Linked DNA regions of Oryzias latipes: region 1 is linked to region 2. Evidence: chromatin contacts called from public Hi-C data. All regions are on one chromosome and are shown on one strand. Each heading gives the region's core, a stretch centred on a gene start, on an enhancer-like site or on the middle of the called end of the contact. The rest is flanking DNA. Distances are from core to core; before and after follow the strand shown. Region 1 has its middle 17 kb from the start of LOC101170839. Region 2 has its middle 21 kb from the start of LOC105354219.

The links. A called contact is a pair of places that touch in the nucleus more often than the background predicts.
Region 1: a Hi-C map of embryo shows a contact between it and region 2, with 1.9 times the contacts expected there. The contact joins two enhancer-like sites. A contact is called at or near these places in 3 of 5 Hi-C or Micro-C datasets (embryo and fibroblasts).

The regions. Positions count from the first base shown.
Region 1 is chr6:16,264,746-16,271,749 of ASM223467v1, forward strand. No RefSeq gene overlaps it. Among protein-coding and RNA genes, the nearest start is that of LOC101170839, 17 kb to the right of the region's middle. Within about 2 kb of position 1,461, at least 2 of the 8 cell types and tissues checked have an H3K27ac peak or open chromatin away from gene starts, as enhancers often do. A contact at or near this core is called in embryo, where this site is marked.
Region 2 is chr6:16,210,290-16,217,308 of ASM223467v1, forward strand. No RefSeq gene overlaps it. Among protein-coding and RNA genes, the nearest start is that of LOC105354219, 21 kb to the right of the region's middle. Within about 2 kb of position 4,947, at least 1 of the 8 cell types and tissues checked has an H3K27ac peak or open chromatin away from gene starts, as enhancers often do. A contact at or near this core is called in embryo, where this site is marked.

The sequences.
Region 1 (7,004 bases), core at 211-2,710, 51 kb after region 2:
TTTACATGACGGAAGTGCAGAAATCAAACTACCATAAAAACAAAAATTTGCAATTAAAACTTAAAAATTGACAAATACATCTGCTTTAAGGACAACGCACCTACAAATTTGCTCAAACCCGCATTGGATACGTTCATTGTCTTCATGAAAAAAATCAATAGAAATCCGATGACCTAGTTTTATGCAGGAATACATCTGCAAACAGTAAAAGTCAAACTAACTATGTTTTACCTGCTGGAAAACCTGAAATTAACATAATCTTCCATTCAAATAATTATTTTTTTTCTCTCCAGTTAGCTCTCAATTCCTCTTCTACAAACAGCAGAACGCCTGCAGGCTTGTGATGGTTTAATTTTCTCATATTCTTTCCCCAGAATCATTCCAGTACGATAATAGAGACCCACGTTGATGACAATGGCTGTGCAGGTGGAAATGGGGCTGCAGCAGAGGGTGAAAGTGTGTTTGTTATGCTGCCCTCTGCAGGTCTCCCATGGGGGAGTTGCAGAGCTGTGAAAGCAGGCCTCCTCCAGCCTCCGTGGAAGGACTGCAGTGACACTCAAACTCCCTCTCAAGTAGCCTGCAGCACAGATTAAAGATGTATGTTTAGGGCAGATCAAATAGACTACAGAGTCTATAGAGACAAAACAACATATTAAAAATAAGTTTTTCAGAAAACAATGCATACCCACGGCTTTGTCTGAGCCTGGAGTGCTGATAGTGTTTATCAAAAGAAAAAGTTAGAGCTCCTGCTTGTGCATTTTAAGGACAGTGATGTTCTGAGGGGCACATCCACATGACAGAAGCTGTAAGCCAGCAGTTGGTGCAAGAGTCTCTTCGTGCAAATGAACAATAGAAATGTGCAGCCACTACAAAATTACAATCAGACCTACTGGAGACACATGGCCGAAATGGCCGAAATGGCTCTTGGACTTTAAGGTGTCATGTGCAGTTTTAAAAAAGTCACATGAGAGCAAGAGGAACACAATACAGTAAAAGCTAAGTGAACACAGGCAGGGAAGTGTGTATTATGTACCACTCAGTGCTGATGAAAGTGCCTGCAAGTCCTTAAGGGTTTGGCAGTAAACACTACAAACATACAATCCCCAGAGAACACCATCACCTCCCTCTTCCCTATATTCCTCCTCCTTCTCTCTCTCTGACAAAGTGCTCTCTGAGAGGGAGACCACACTGAAGGAGGAAACGCAGCGTTTCCCTAAAAAAAGCCAAACCAGACACCAGCAATCCACGAATAGATGCAATGCTTCTGCTTACTTGGGCTTTATCAAGTGTAGTCAGCACTGAGGAAAGTCACAGCTGAAAGTGTGAAGTGGACACCCAACCCGCCGCATGACACGGTGATATCCAATCAGCAAATGCCATTTTTGACACATCAGCAGCATCCTGGGAGGTCTGTGTAGATTCAAGTGTCCACAGTCTTGCCCAATGGGCTCTGGGCCCGGTCACACACACATCCCAAACACGCACACACAAACAGGCATATTGGATGGCTTGGATGGAGCACTACTTCCTGTGAGAAGCGGGGATGAAAGGTCACACAATGGTGTCAAATTAGACGTCGGTTCGGGGATCGCAGAGAGCGGTCAGACACATTAGAGGGACATGTTTTCCCATCGCCTCATTTGAGGTGTTCTTGTGAGCCTCGTGAAAATCCTCGCCCCTCCCAACACTTACAATGCCTCAGGCACTTAGAGAAAGAGGTGTGAGCGAGAAAGCTGTGTGTGTTTGTACGAAGGAGAGGATTTCACAAATGCCTTCATAGTTTAAACGGCTGCGCTGTCACTGGAGCACAGCATGAATAATTCAGCGAGACTGCTCCTTCAAACATACAAATAGAACAGGATTACACCCACACAAAACAAACGGCAAACACCCCAATCAAAACAACAGAATTAATTAGGTAATTAGAGAGACAAAATAAATGAGAAATAATGATAAACTCTTCTGAGACCACAGCCACAGCTCAGCTGCAGTACGCCAGTATGCAGATTTCAGAGTTCAGAATACATTACCAGATTATTTGGATTGAATGACACCCATCTTTTAAGAGGATGAGATTCAAATCCATTTTGGAGAATGGCGTCGAAAAGAAAACTCAAAGGTGCATTTGCAAGTCAGCCTTGCACAAGTTCATTCAAAACCAGACAGTTGCTAGTTGTGAATATTCAAAGCCTATATTTGAATTTCATCAGCAGAGAACATTATCAAAGATCTTAGTACCTGTGTAAAACTTAAAGAATTACAATATTACATATTAGATTTGTCTTGGGCAATGAAGACCTTGACCTGGTAAAGCCCACTACATCAAAGAATTGATAGAAAGTTCAAATGTTTTGGAATTGAGATGGTTTTAAACCTTTTTACGAAATCCACAAAAAATGTTAGCATTAACATTTTTGTGATGAGATATACCCTACACTCAATTGCCACTTTTTTGTGTACACCATGCTAGTACCAGGTTGGACCCCTTTTTGCCTCCAGAACTGTTTCAATGATTGGTGGCATTGATTCAACAAACATTCCTCAGAGAGTTTGGTCCATATTGACATGATGACATCACACAGTTGCTGTGGATTTGTCGGCTGCTCATCCATGATGTAAATCTCCCGTTCCACCACATCCCAAAGGTGATCTACTGGGTTGAGATCTGGTCACTATAAAGGCCCATTTGAGTCCAAGGAACTTGTTTTTGTGAAACAGTTTTTACATGAATTACAAAGAGTAGACTAAGAATTTGTGAAGTAGGTTGTATAATTTCTAGATTTCTGATTGGGAAAAAAAAGAAAAATGACATGAATGACACATGCTGCAATCATCCCTGATGTTCTTTAATGATAAACTTCTGATCACTTCAGGTGAAAGAGACACCTCCACCTATTCCATGGACCTCTATGCAAACCCTATATATGGCACTTAGCTACACTATTATTAAAATATTTTTGTTGAATATTTTTCCCATTCCTTTGTTTTAACTTTTGTGCAGTTTACGGAAAGCAGTCTGAGATGATTCCAGCTTTCTGATATGCCATCTTATCCTCCTTTAAATAGTCATCAGAAAATGGTACACTGTGGTCATAAAGGGAAGGACATGGTCAGCAACGACACTCAGGTAGGCTGTGTTAGCTAAATTGGTTCTAAGGGGCCCAAAGTGTATCAATAAAATGTCCCCTACACCATTACATCACCACCACCAGCCTGAACCGTTGATACAAGGCAGGATAGATTCATGCTTTCATGTTGTTGCTGCAAAATTATGACCCTACCATCCGAATGTCACAGCAGAAATGGAGACTCATCAGACCAGACAACATTTTTCCAATCTTCTATTGTCCAGTTTTGGTGAGTCTGTGTGAATTGTAGCCTCAGTTTCCTGTTCCAGAAATGGAACCCGGTGTGGTCTTCTTCTGCTGATGTAGTCCATCTGCTTCAAGGTTGGACATGTTGTGCATTCAGAGATAATCTTCTGCAGACCTCGGTTGTCACCAGTGTTTTTTTGAGTTACTGTAGCCTTTCTATCAGCTGGAACCAGTCTGTATCAAAAAGAAATTTCCGCCCACAGAACTGTCGCTCACTGAATCTTTTCTCTTTTTCAGATCCTTCTCTGTAAACCCTAGAGATGCTTTTCGGTGAAGAGAAAGCCACTGCCTCAAATATAATATACACATTTTTTAACAAGGTATAACTGTATTAAGGAGAATTAATTATCAACAAATTCTGCATCATTACAAAACAGTAATTTAAAAAAATGAATATCAATGGATAAGTTACTCTCATCATGTATTCTTTTTGAGATTTCATGGACGCAGCCATTTTGAAATGGTGAGGAAAAGTGGAATGATAACCCACTACAGGAGAGAAAACAGGTACCAAGTTATATACAATGGGTTTTTAGGTCAAATTTAGATCACACTAATGAGATTGAGGTCTAAAAAATGGGTATATTAAATATATTATAACTTTTTAAACGGCTAACCATCAAATTTTCCTTTTTTTGTGTGATTAAATGAAATCCTTGTCAGGTCAACTCTAACTAAGAACTGTCAAAAACAAGCCATCCAGAAAGGATGAACTCTCTAAAAGGATAAACTCTCTAGCTTTAGCAATTAACGTCGCTGCATGTGAAGTGCAGGTTAAGCCCAGCTTGTAGACAAACAAGAGATATCGGTTTCCAACAATATTTAAATCATACTTCCAAACTGCAGCCCTTGAACGCCAGTTTGCAGCAGGATGAGGAGGTCAAGGTGTAATGACGGGTTCTCTGGGATTTATTGAAAGTGATGACTGCTGTGAAGTGGGAATTGCTCACCACGAATTCATGAATTTGAAAGAGATTATTTGAGCATAGATCAGATCAGCACTGATACAATATCTCAAGGGCAAAAAAAAATACTAAACAACACCAGTCAGAAAAAAAGAAAAATCCTTTTCAACATCATGAAAAGCTCTTTTGCCAATAGAACAAATTAGTTCTATAAATCTGATAATGCTTCTGCCTAAACCAGTTTCATCAGCAGTGTCAGAGTAAGAAAGGTACCATGTGAGATATACTGTGCTGGGTAATCTCCCTTCTTGTGCAGAAGCAGCTTAATGGATGAGTGAGTGGATGGATCAATAAGAAATAGAAAAAATAAGTCTTGGTGTGGAGCAAATCAGCAGGGGTTATGATATGACGAGCTTTTAACCTCAGTTGTGCCTTAAAATGAGTACAAACATGCAGCTGAACTGCTTCTAAACTGCTGGGACTAACTACATTATCCACTGCTGAATACAAACCCCTGAAGACAACAATAAAGGCTCAACAAGACAGGCTAAGACATGGGAGTCCTTTCAAAAGACTGCCGAAACCGATCCCCTGTGTTGAAGCGTGGAGAAGGAAAAAAAAAAACATCACTAATAAATGAAGATGAGACGCAGAGAAAAAGGGGGGAAATCTGGGACAGAAAGGATGAGCAGCTTTGGTTAGAAGTCAAATGGAATTTGGAATGAGGAGCTGCTGCTGTCCTGCAGGGGCAGGGCGGCTGTTTTTCTCCAGCAGCACATCCCCATCTATGCCAGCACTCATTTACTGATCTCATTAATATCCCCGCTCTGAGGAGGGGAGAGACAGTAGCGGTGAAACAGCCCCCCCCCACACACACACCACTACCCCGCATTCTCCATGTGCCTGTTCCACTGGGTCCCCCTCCCTCGCATCTCATCTCCGCCTCTCTGTAGTTCAGTAATTGGGCTCAGCTCATTGTTATTCAAAACCCTGTAGAACCAATTAGCTGCAGACCTCCTGACCCTGGCTTGCTATGTAATGGTACAAGCTAAAGACGCTAAGTGAGGAAGCCAAGAGCAAAGGTTTTAAATTCCTTTAGTTCCTGATTAATAATCCTGTCAGGGCGATCAGAGACATTAAAGAGAAAGTCTGGTTCGGCTCTTGCTTTTATGGTGTCTCCTTCATTTCTAGGCTGTCCATTAAAGCTTAATGATGCCAGGGGTCGCTCTTTCTGTCTCTCTTCTGCCTTGTCAGATAAATGTACAGTTAACAGGATAATGAGGAATCTTGATTTTCCAGCAATCTGGGACAGAGCCAGCTTGTGGCCCCCAGGGGCAGAGGAAGGGCAGCAAAAAAAGGATGAGGACAGAGCAGCCAGGACACGAGAGAATGTGGTGGTGTGGATGGTGGACGAGATGTCCAGCTTTCCCCCTGAGGGAGGGAGATGAAAGCACCAGAGCAGACAGAACCTGGGGTGGAAAGCAGAGATGAGAGGGATGCAGATAACACCCTCATGCAACATAGATGAGGAGACAGAAGGTAAAGGAAGGGAATTGAGGAAAGGCTGCAAAGACAGCCTGCTGCTACAAGTGATTTGCTTAGCAGGGAAACAGGACTGCAGCTGTGTCAGTGCAACATCAGTTTGCTACAGAGGAAGCAATAAAAAGACTCAGATTGTTTATTTATACCTCTTTCAGTGAGCTTACAACATGATGGAAAGTTTCCCATATGTCGCTACATTCCAGGCTCATATTCCTATTCACAATGCATTCCAATTTTAATATTTGGAATCTAAAAAAACTGTAGCATATTTTGCAGGGTGTTATTTTTCAGCTGCTTCCTGATTTTTTGGAGGCGAGTCACCCAGAAAAACAATTCACATGGGGATTTGACATGGAGCCTGACACCTGCCGCCCTCTCTGACACAAAAGAGCCGTGACCATAACCACAAGCAAACCTGCAACCTGCTGTCTACAAAAAATGTTGTTCTGCTCTACAACCCATGTTAGTTTTTAAAACACATGGTTAAAAAAATAAAGGATATTTTTTAAGCAAAACAGAAGTTCGACTTGAATCATCTTTTGATCTAGATTTTCCAGTTGTCTTTTAATTGTGATGATGCCATTTTAGCCTAAATCAAAAACCTGTGACATGTTCTGTTTTTTGGTTGGTGCTGCAGCGATCCCCAAATGTGCTGTGGGATGCCCAAAGTAGAGCTGCTATCTGGGGAGAAGCTGACATACCAGCAGACCCTGCAGAATGCAGCTGGTCTGTATTTTATGGTTTGCAAAGCATCGTATGTCTTGTCCTAAAAGAAAGATAAAACCTATGATATTAATCCTTCTGAGAAGTTCTGTTTTTTTTTTAACTAAATACCTTACATAAAAAGTGGGTTGAGTGTTGATCTGGAGCAAACAACTCCATCTAAGCATACCGAGACGTACAACCGGTACTTCCAAAGTAGACCTTAAAAGGCCTCAACTTGTTTGTCTATTTATGATTTTTGAGCTCACACCTGTTTTCTGAGATCGGTGTTTGCATTCTTGTTTCTAAAGAGCTCGTTTGGGTTCAGTTTTTCTGTCTTGGTTGAAGTTTCTAGAAGAATTGCAGTGGTGTAAACACCAGCTTCTTCCAGTCTTCAGATGGTGACACTGACACATCTGCTGTGGTAACAATAAATCCTTTTAATACAAACTCTGTAAAGCTCTTTGGTGCCTAAATATTT
Region 2 (7,019 bases), core at 3,697-6,196:
ACAAACGGGCAGGGCTGGGCCGGCCCCGCTGGGTGGCCGGGGAGTGACAGCAGGGGCCGGGTCGCTGTCTGAGCTGAGGATGTGCAGATAAATGTCCACAACTTTCAAAACAGAGCCACTAAAAAATAATAGCAAAAAATAAAAAGGAGGAAGGAAGGCAGGCAGACGCATAACACAGATAGAGATGTTGCTGGGCACTCTGTAAATAAAGGTCACCCAACATGATAGAGACGTATTGCCTCTCTTTGCTGCCTCCTCATCTCCTTCCAATTTATTCCTCAGGTCATACATTTACAACTTTGAGAGAGACATGGTGGCGGGGTGAGGGAGGAGGGGGGTGTGGAGAGGAAACGCCGCTCTTCAGTGGGAATAGAGACAGGCTAAAGTAAAGAGGGGGAACAAATGAGGTCTGTGATCCTGCCTGTTCCCACCAACCCCCACTCTCCCCCCTGAGCCCCAATCAGGCTTAACCACTGCTCTCAGCGTGACAGCCAGGCCTTTGTTGCTGTCTGAATGGAGGTTAAATATCCCTCGAAATCAGAGCTCTTTGGCTTTCTGGACGCATAGTGAGAGACCCAGAGCCTTTCACATGCTAATATCCTTGTTTTTTATTTCCTTTGTAACCATGGTTAGACAGCGGTATCATGCTAAAGGCTGATGAATAAAGCTGGTGAATTTGTGTTTTTTTTCTCTCTCAGCTTTTTCCCCGATCCTTTTTTCCCCTCCTCTTTCCTCCCATCCCTTTTCTTCCCTTTTGCCTCTCTCCCTCTTTTATCACCATCTCTTCAAGCCAGCCCACATTCCATCCCCCTCCTGCAGGGGTTTAAAAAAGCACAGATGGTCTCTCCTGACCTGCTATTCATCATTGTGTCAAAAGCTTTGTCACAATAATGCTCCCCAACAACACGCTGAAGGATTTTATTTGTTTCCATTGACGAGGCCTGTTAATTTCACAGACGTCTCATTAGGCCTAAACCACCAATTAATTTCTTTTGTTCTCATTAAATGGCTAATTCTAAACATGAATCGTGCTGACAATGAATGCTGCTCAGAGCCAGAAGGAGCTGCTCCTGCAGTGGTGCTGCTGGAGCGTGAAGCAGGCAGGTAGACGGAGAAAATTGAAGAGCAGAGGGAAGGGCATGACGGAGAGGAGGGAGTGGGGGCAAAAAATGAGGAGAGAAAGAGCTGGAAAGAGGATGGAGCAGAATAGAGCCATGACAAAAGCCTCTGTTAATTTGTAGTCACCCTTAGCGCCGGGCATGGAAGACGACTCATTAACTGCTTGCAGATTTTTTTTTTCCTGTCAGGGGGATCAAGTGGTGCTGAAGAGTAAAGGTTGCAATCATCTGTTGGTGCCAGCAACAAGCACTCAGCTTTGAACAGAAATGAACATAAAAATGATGGAAGAATAAATCAAAATATAAATGGGAACAAAAGCGAAAATAAAAAGCCCTGACCAGACTAGGGGCCAGGGTAGTAATTTTTCTATTGGAAGTGTGTTCACAAAAGCTATCTTGTGCCTGCACTCTATTACAGCATTGCAAGCTGTCATTATGTCCAAGGATATATGGAAGCCCCATAATATCCTGAGATTGGTAGTTTGTTAGACAGCACTGTACAATTTGCTGCAGCCTTGAAGGATCCTTGAGTCTCTCTTGACAATTTACTGAGGGAATTGCCGAAGCCTTTTGTCTGCTGGAGACACAGGGGCAATTATCCAGCCTCCTGTAATGTTTCCCTGACTTTAATCTCCTGGCTGAGAGTGTAAAGCAGAAAGGGTAAGGTTTCAGAGGGCCTCTGGGTTCTATTAACACGCAACTGCTGTTTCTGTTCAGACCAGACAGCCAAAAGAGGACTGCAATCTGACAGACAGACTTCCCCAGGGTTTTTAGGGAGAAAACATGATTATGTCATAATGTATTTTCAAAAAAACAGATCTATCTGAAATATTGCCCCTCCGTCTTTCCAATCTAAAAAGGTTCTGCTTTTGTCAGACGCAGCAGGGGCATTGGGAATGACAGGAGCTTCAATGAACCAAACAGGACTAAAAATAAAGCGTTTTTTTTCTTACCAATAGCGTGTGTGTGTGTGTCTGTGTGTGTGGGGGTCCATAGAGACTGGAAGCAAATTCAGCCTCCCACAATTTGGTAAATGGTGCTAAACTGGGTGCCAAACGGTTTATTCAGTTTGCAACGTCGCACAAATAAAAATAAATATCACATCTATGACACAATTATTTAGTGGAGGGTGGAATAAACGGGTCATATGGGCACTTTAAGCTTGTAGGCATGGGAGCTTTCCAAAAAATCTTAAAAGTGGCACTTCTTGTGATCAAAGCATAGAGTGCAGGCGCCCCTCTCTCTGCATCCGTCCATTGAAGACTGCAGAGTTCTGAAGTAAAAATAAAATAAAAAACAATGTTTTCTTTGTGAGGATTGTATTAGAGTCCCATGCTTTCTGTCATCAGACGAGGAAATATGAACAGACATGATGCATCTCCTCAGGGTCAGTTCACACAAAATTTAAAAAATTTAAAATCCTTCATTTGATTTATTTGTATCCATTTTACCAGTGAATTAGTGCCTTTCATTTGGGGATAAAACACAATTTGGAGTCTATAACGTTTTTGGAGTTTAATATTAGTGCTTTTGTGTGTTATTTGAAAAGTAGTATGTGACTTTTTACTATTAACGTCGTAAAATATTTTTGGTATATAAATATTTTTGACGCACTTAACAAATTGCAAAGATTGAACAGGAATAAAAACTGTTTTAAAACAAATATATAGAAATCAGTTTTGTTCTTTTATGATAGATTTGTATGTTTCTTTTACTTTAAAATTGTTTAAATGAAAGGAGGCAACTTTATTAGTAAACTTATTAAAGTGTTGGCTGTTATCATTCATGAAACAGATTTAAAATTCACACGTTTTACTGTTTTTTATTATTCAGGCACACAAAGGTTATACTTTTAAAACCTGTTGTAACTGTTTAATGCCTTCTTGAAGAAAGCTGAAGACTTGGGTCCTCTTGACTGAACAAATGTAACTATATTTCAGCTGTAACCTCTAACACAACCCAGTCTCATCCTAAAAATGTGGACAAATGTAGCTACTACACATTTTAGGATGAGACTGGGTTGTCTAACATGACGTCTGTGTGGAGAAGGGCAAACACCACAGTTTTTTTGTTTTTTTCTTTCATCTGAGGAGAAATGTGGTTCATTGAAGGTGGCACCAGTGGTTACTGTTAGAAGGAAACACTATGTGAAGCTTCACAAGTGAAAAGGAGCCACAAACTTAACTTCACCTCTGTTCCCTTTTATGATTAACACAAAGTTACTGTTTCGTTGTAAAATAGTAATGGAATGGAATTCCTTTTCAGCTAATCGCTTAGGCTAGACCAAGTATTTGAAATTGAGAAGTAGACTATTAGACTTTTTCAGATTTGATAAAATAAATCAAATAAAGTTTAGAACATTCTGGATAGTAATTAAGCTCACTTTACAGCTACAGGACAAGGACAGGTTCTTTGGAATCAGGGGACCATGAAACCTCTCTGCGAGCACATGAAGTCAGATATTACCTGAGGTCAAGAAAAAGTTAAGTCAGACATTAAATGATCAGTAGAGTCAACTGAAGCCTTATTTATGTTAGTAAGAGGGTTTCTCTGAAAAAAATAAAGCTTAAAGTTCCCAAATCAGGGGTTGTGCTTGTTTTTTTGTGCCTGCTCTTGCATTTTGAGTTGGGCTTTTGTCTAATTATTAATAGGAGGACGTACATGTAATTAATTTTTTTTTTTTTTGTTCAGTTATTATTCTAAAACCTAATAAAAAAAGGTCTTCTGAGCATAGAACTGATTAAGGGTTTTTTCTAACACATAAAATAAACAAAATGTTAAACAAAGCCTTATGTAGCAACAAAAACTCAAAAATCTAATTGTGATGTAAAAATTTCAAGTGTTTCATTTGTGTCAATGATACATATAAAGTAGTTTGCTTTTTAAAGGAGGACAGCTGCCAGAGACAGATACAGACCTGTTACTCCATTTCGTTGAGCAGCAGAGAGTAAATTAAAAGAGAGAAAGGGACAGGGAGAAATTCAGATCCCAGCACTTTAGTTCAACATCACCATTTCCTCTGTAATTAGCCGTGTTGCTTCTACACCTCCAGCTGTGCTTTAATCGTGGAGTGTGTGTGGAAAAATAATTAGCATCTTAGCATAATGCACATAATAAAGAAGTACTTGTAGCTGTCTTGATCTTAACATCAAAGAGCATGTAGGTCTCTTCTCGGGGTATTGGTTAAAAAAAAAAAGTCTGTTCACTCACAGTGTTGAATTAGTAGATTTTAGTGGATACTTGGAACAAACTCTAAATATTGTCATGGTAGTTTTTCCCTGAGATAAAATCAAATCAAATGGTAACGTGTGAGGTGTCTCCTCAGCACAGAGGAAGATTTTGCCTGCTTCTTGGCCTTTCAAAACTCCAAAATGCCTTGACCCCACTATCTAAATAAAACCCAGCCCACCAGTGTGGGCTGAGCCCTTTGACTAAACCCTTCACAGGCTGAACATCAACTTCATGTTCTCATGTAGCAACTCCTGTAAGCATCAGAAGTCTGAGCACAGCGGCAGCAGCATCAGAAGCAGCAGTGGCAATCCAGCCTAATCCAAATGAATCCGGGTCTCCCAGGTTTGTTCATCCTTGTTGTCGGGTGATGACTGCTCTGGTCTGCTGGAGTCCTTATCTGCTGTCAGTGGCTGGTGACTGTACAGGCTTGGTGTTATCGGGGCTTAGCCCGCTCAGAGATTGGTGGGTCTGTTCAAAGCAAACACAGAACCTGCCTTTCATTTATCTGTCCCAGGGGGGAGTGCTTGTGTGCGTGTGTTACGAGTGTGCACTTGTGTATCCTCATGACAGAGAAAAAGAGAGAGCAGCCTGTTTCCATGGCAACCCTTTCCTTTAACCCCCTCTGTCCCCACCCCTCCCATTCAGTAGAGAACCCCGGTGGTCTTTGTGTAATGCAATTCCACTAGAATGCACTGTGGATTAGTTTTGCTGCCTCTGGGTCCTAGGCAGGGCAACAGTGAAGACATTATTACCCAGATCAAATGCTGTAATCACTAGGCACTGGGGGCTTTCACATCCACTGCTGATAAAAGCAAGGGCTGCCAATGCTCAGGTGATTAGAGGATTATCATGCTGCATTTCAGCATTGTGCCCATCGCTTCGGTTTTCAAAAAAGACACGGAAAAACAAGGATCTGTCTGTGCGATGGGAGAGGGTCAAAAACATGACTAACTGAAAGAATAAGAAACTGTGATGGCCTTCAAACTGTGATGGCCTGGACGCTGAAAAAGAAAAACAAAGCCAAGTTTTTACATTGGTACCGTCTTTTTATTATTTTTTGTATGGTCTTCAAGTGTTGCCACTAACTATTCTAGGACAAAAAAGGGAATTGGACCATGTTCTTGTGTTTTGAGCTTCTGTTAAATACTTAGGCCACTCTACTTTCTTATTCTGCACTATTGCCCTCTTCAAATGGTGGAGAGCAGCATGGCCTTTTGTGTGAGAACTTGCTGAAAGCTGTCTGTTGAGACACGGATCAGCGGAAGGGGAGACAATGACCCTCTCAGTGTCCACCGATAGGCACTCACAGGCCCAACTTTTCATCCGCAGATATGCCACTATTTGATTAGGAGAGGAGGGAAATTGTACTTGAGCAGAAGGGTTAGCAACAAATGCACATAGGAAGTACACACTTGAGCAATGTGGGAAAAGAAAGATCCCAGCCTTCAACAAATGAGCCCGTGAGAGCAGAGCGAGGCAGCCGGCTCCATGCTGAAAGCATCCGGCCCCGCTTTTATAATCTAACAACAACATCTCAGGAGAGGCGGCCTTGTAGAGGGTTCACAACTTCAAGCCGTCTGGAGGAGCATTGCTTTGGAGTGGACGGACTGGACTATTCAACCCGCTCTACCCAAAAACCATTCAACTTTCAAAAGACCACTCAAAGCAACTGGAGGGCTGTGTTTATGTCATTATTCTGAAGGTGACCCTTCATAATTCTCTGACATTACTGTGTCAGAGAACAGACAGATGTGCAAATTGGTTGCGCCGCCAACCTCTACAAGGTAAAAAAAAAAAATCCTGTCCAATGTGGGGCCATGAAAGCTGCATCAAGTTAGATCCTTAAAATATTAATGTAAGCTCAGTAATCGGTGGAGTTAAAGCCAAAGCAAAAAGGTCTTTTAACAGCACCCAAAATGTCTTCCGCTCAAGTCTCCTGAGACAGCCGTTAAGCCTTTATCCAGATGCTTTTACAGCCATTTGGTGATGCACTTCCATTTACTGTCAAGGAGAGCCGGCAGATGATATTGGATGTGCTGTAAATGCAGGTTGCAGTCTGGAAGAGCTGATGCTACAACTGCCACTACCACATGGGGTAAAGTAGACTTCAAAGAACCAATTTTTAAGAGGAAGAAACATAACTAAATTAACTGCCTCTGTTAACCCTATGCAGCAACCTACACATTTCCCTCTGAAACGTGCATTCAAGTGGCCACTGCCAATGAAAAGTCCATATAAACATAAGTTTATGCACATTTCTGCATTTGAAAGTCTAGCTACGCAAGTTTCTAGAACTGTTTTTGGGCTGTACGTACAATTGAACACACGTTGCAAGTTAAATCAGGTTGAACGTTGACCAACGGACTTGATTAGTGACGTATGGATGTCATCATTTCTGTCATTTTCACAAGCAATTCCCTACTATCAAGGCTACTTTTCTCCACTTCAGAATCTGCTGGAATTACACTCATTGGGTAAACGGCATACACAGTAAAAATGGAGGAACATCTGGTGTCACCTTCAGTTCACTATCAAATCAAATCTAAAGTTGTTGTTTTTTTGGTGCTAATCCTCAGCTAACTATTAGCAAATAAAGATCCTGCACAAGGAAATATTCCTTAAAAATTCTACAAAACCAGTAAGGCAATAGCCAAGGCAACGTTTACTTTT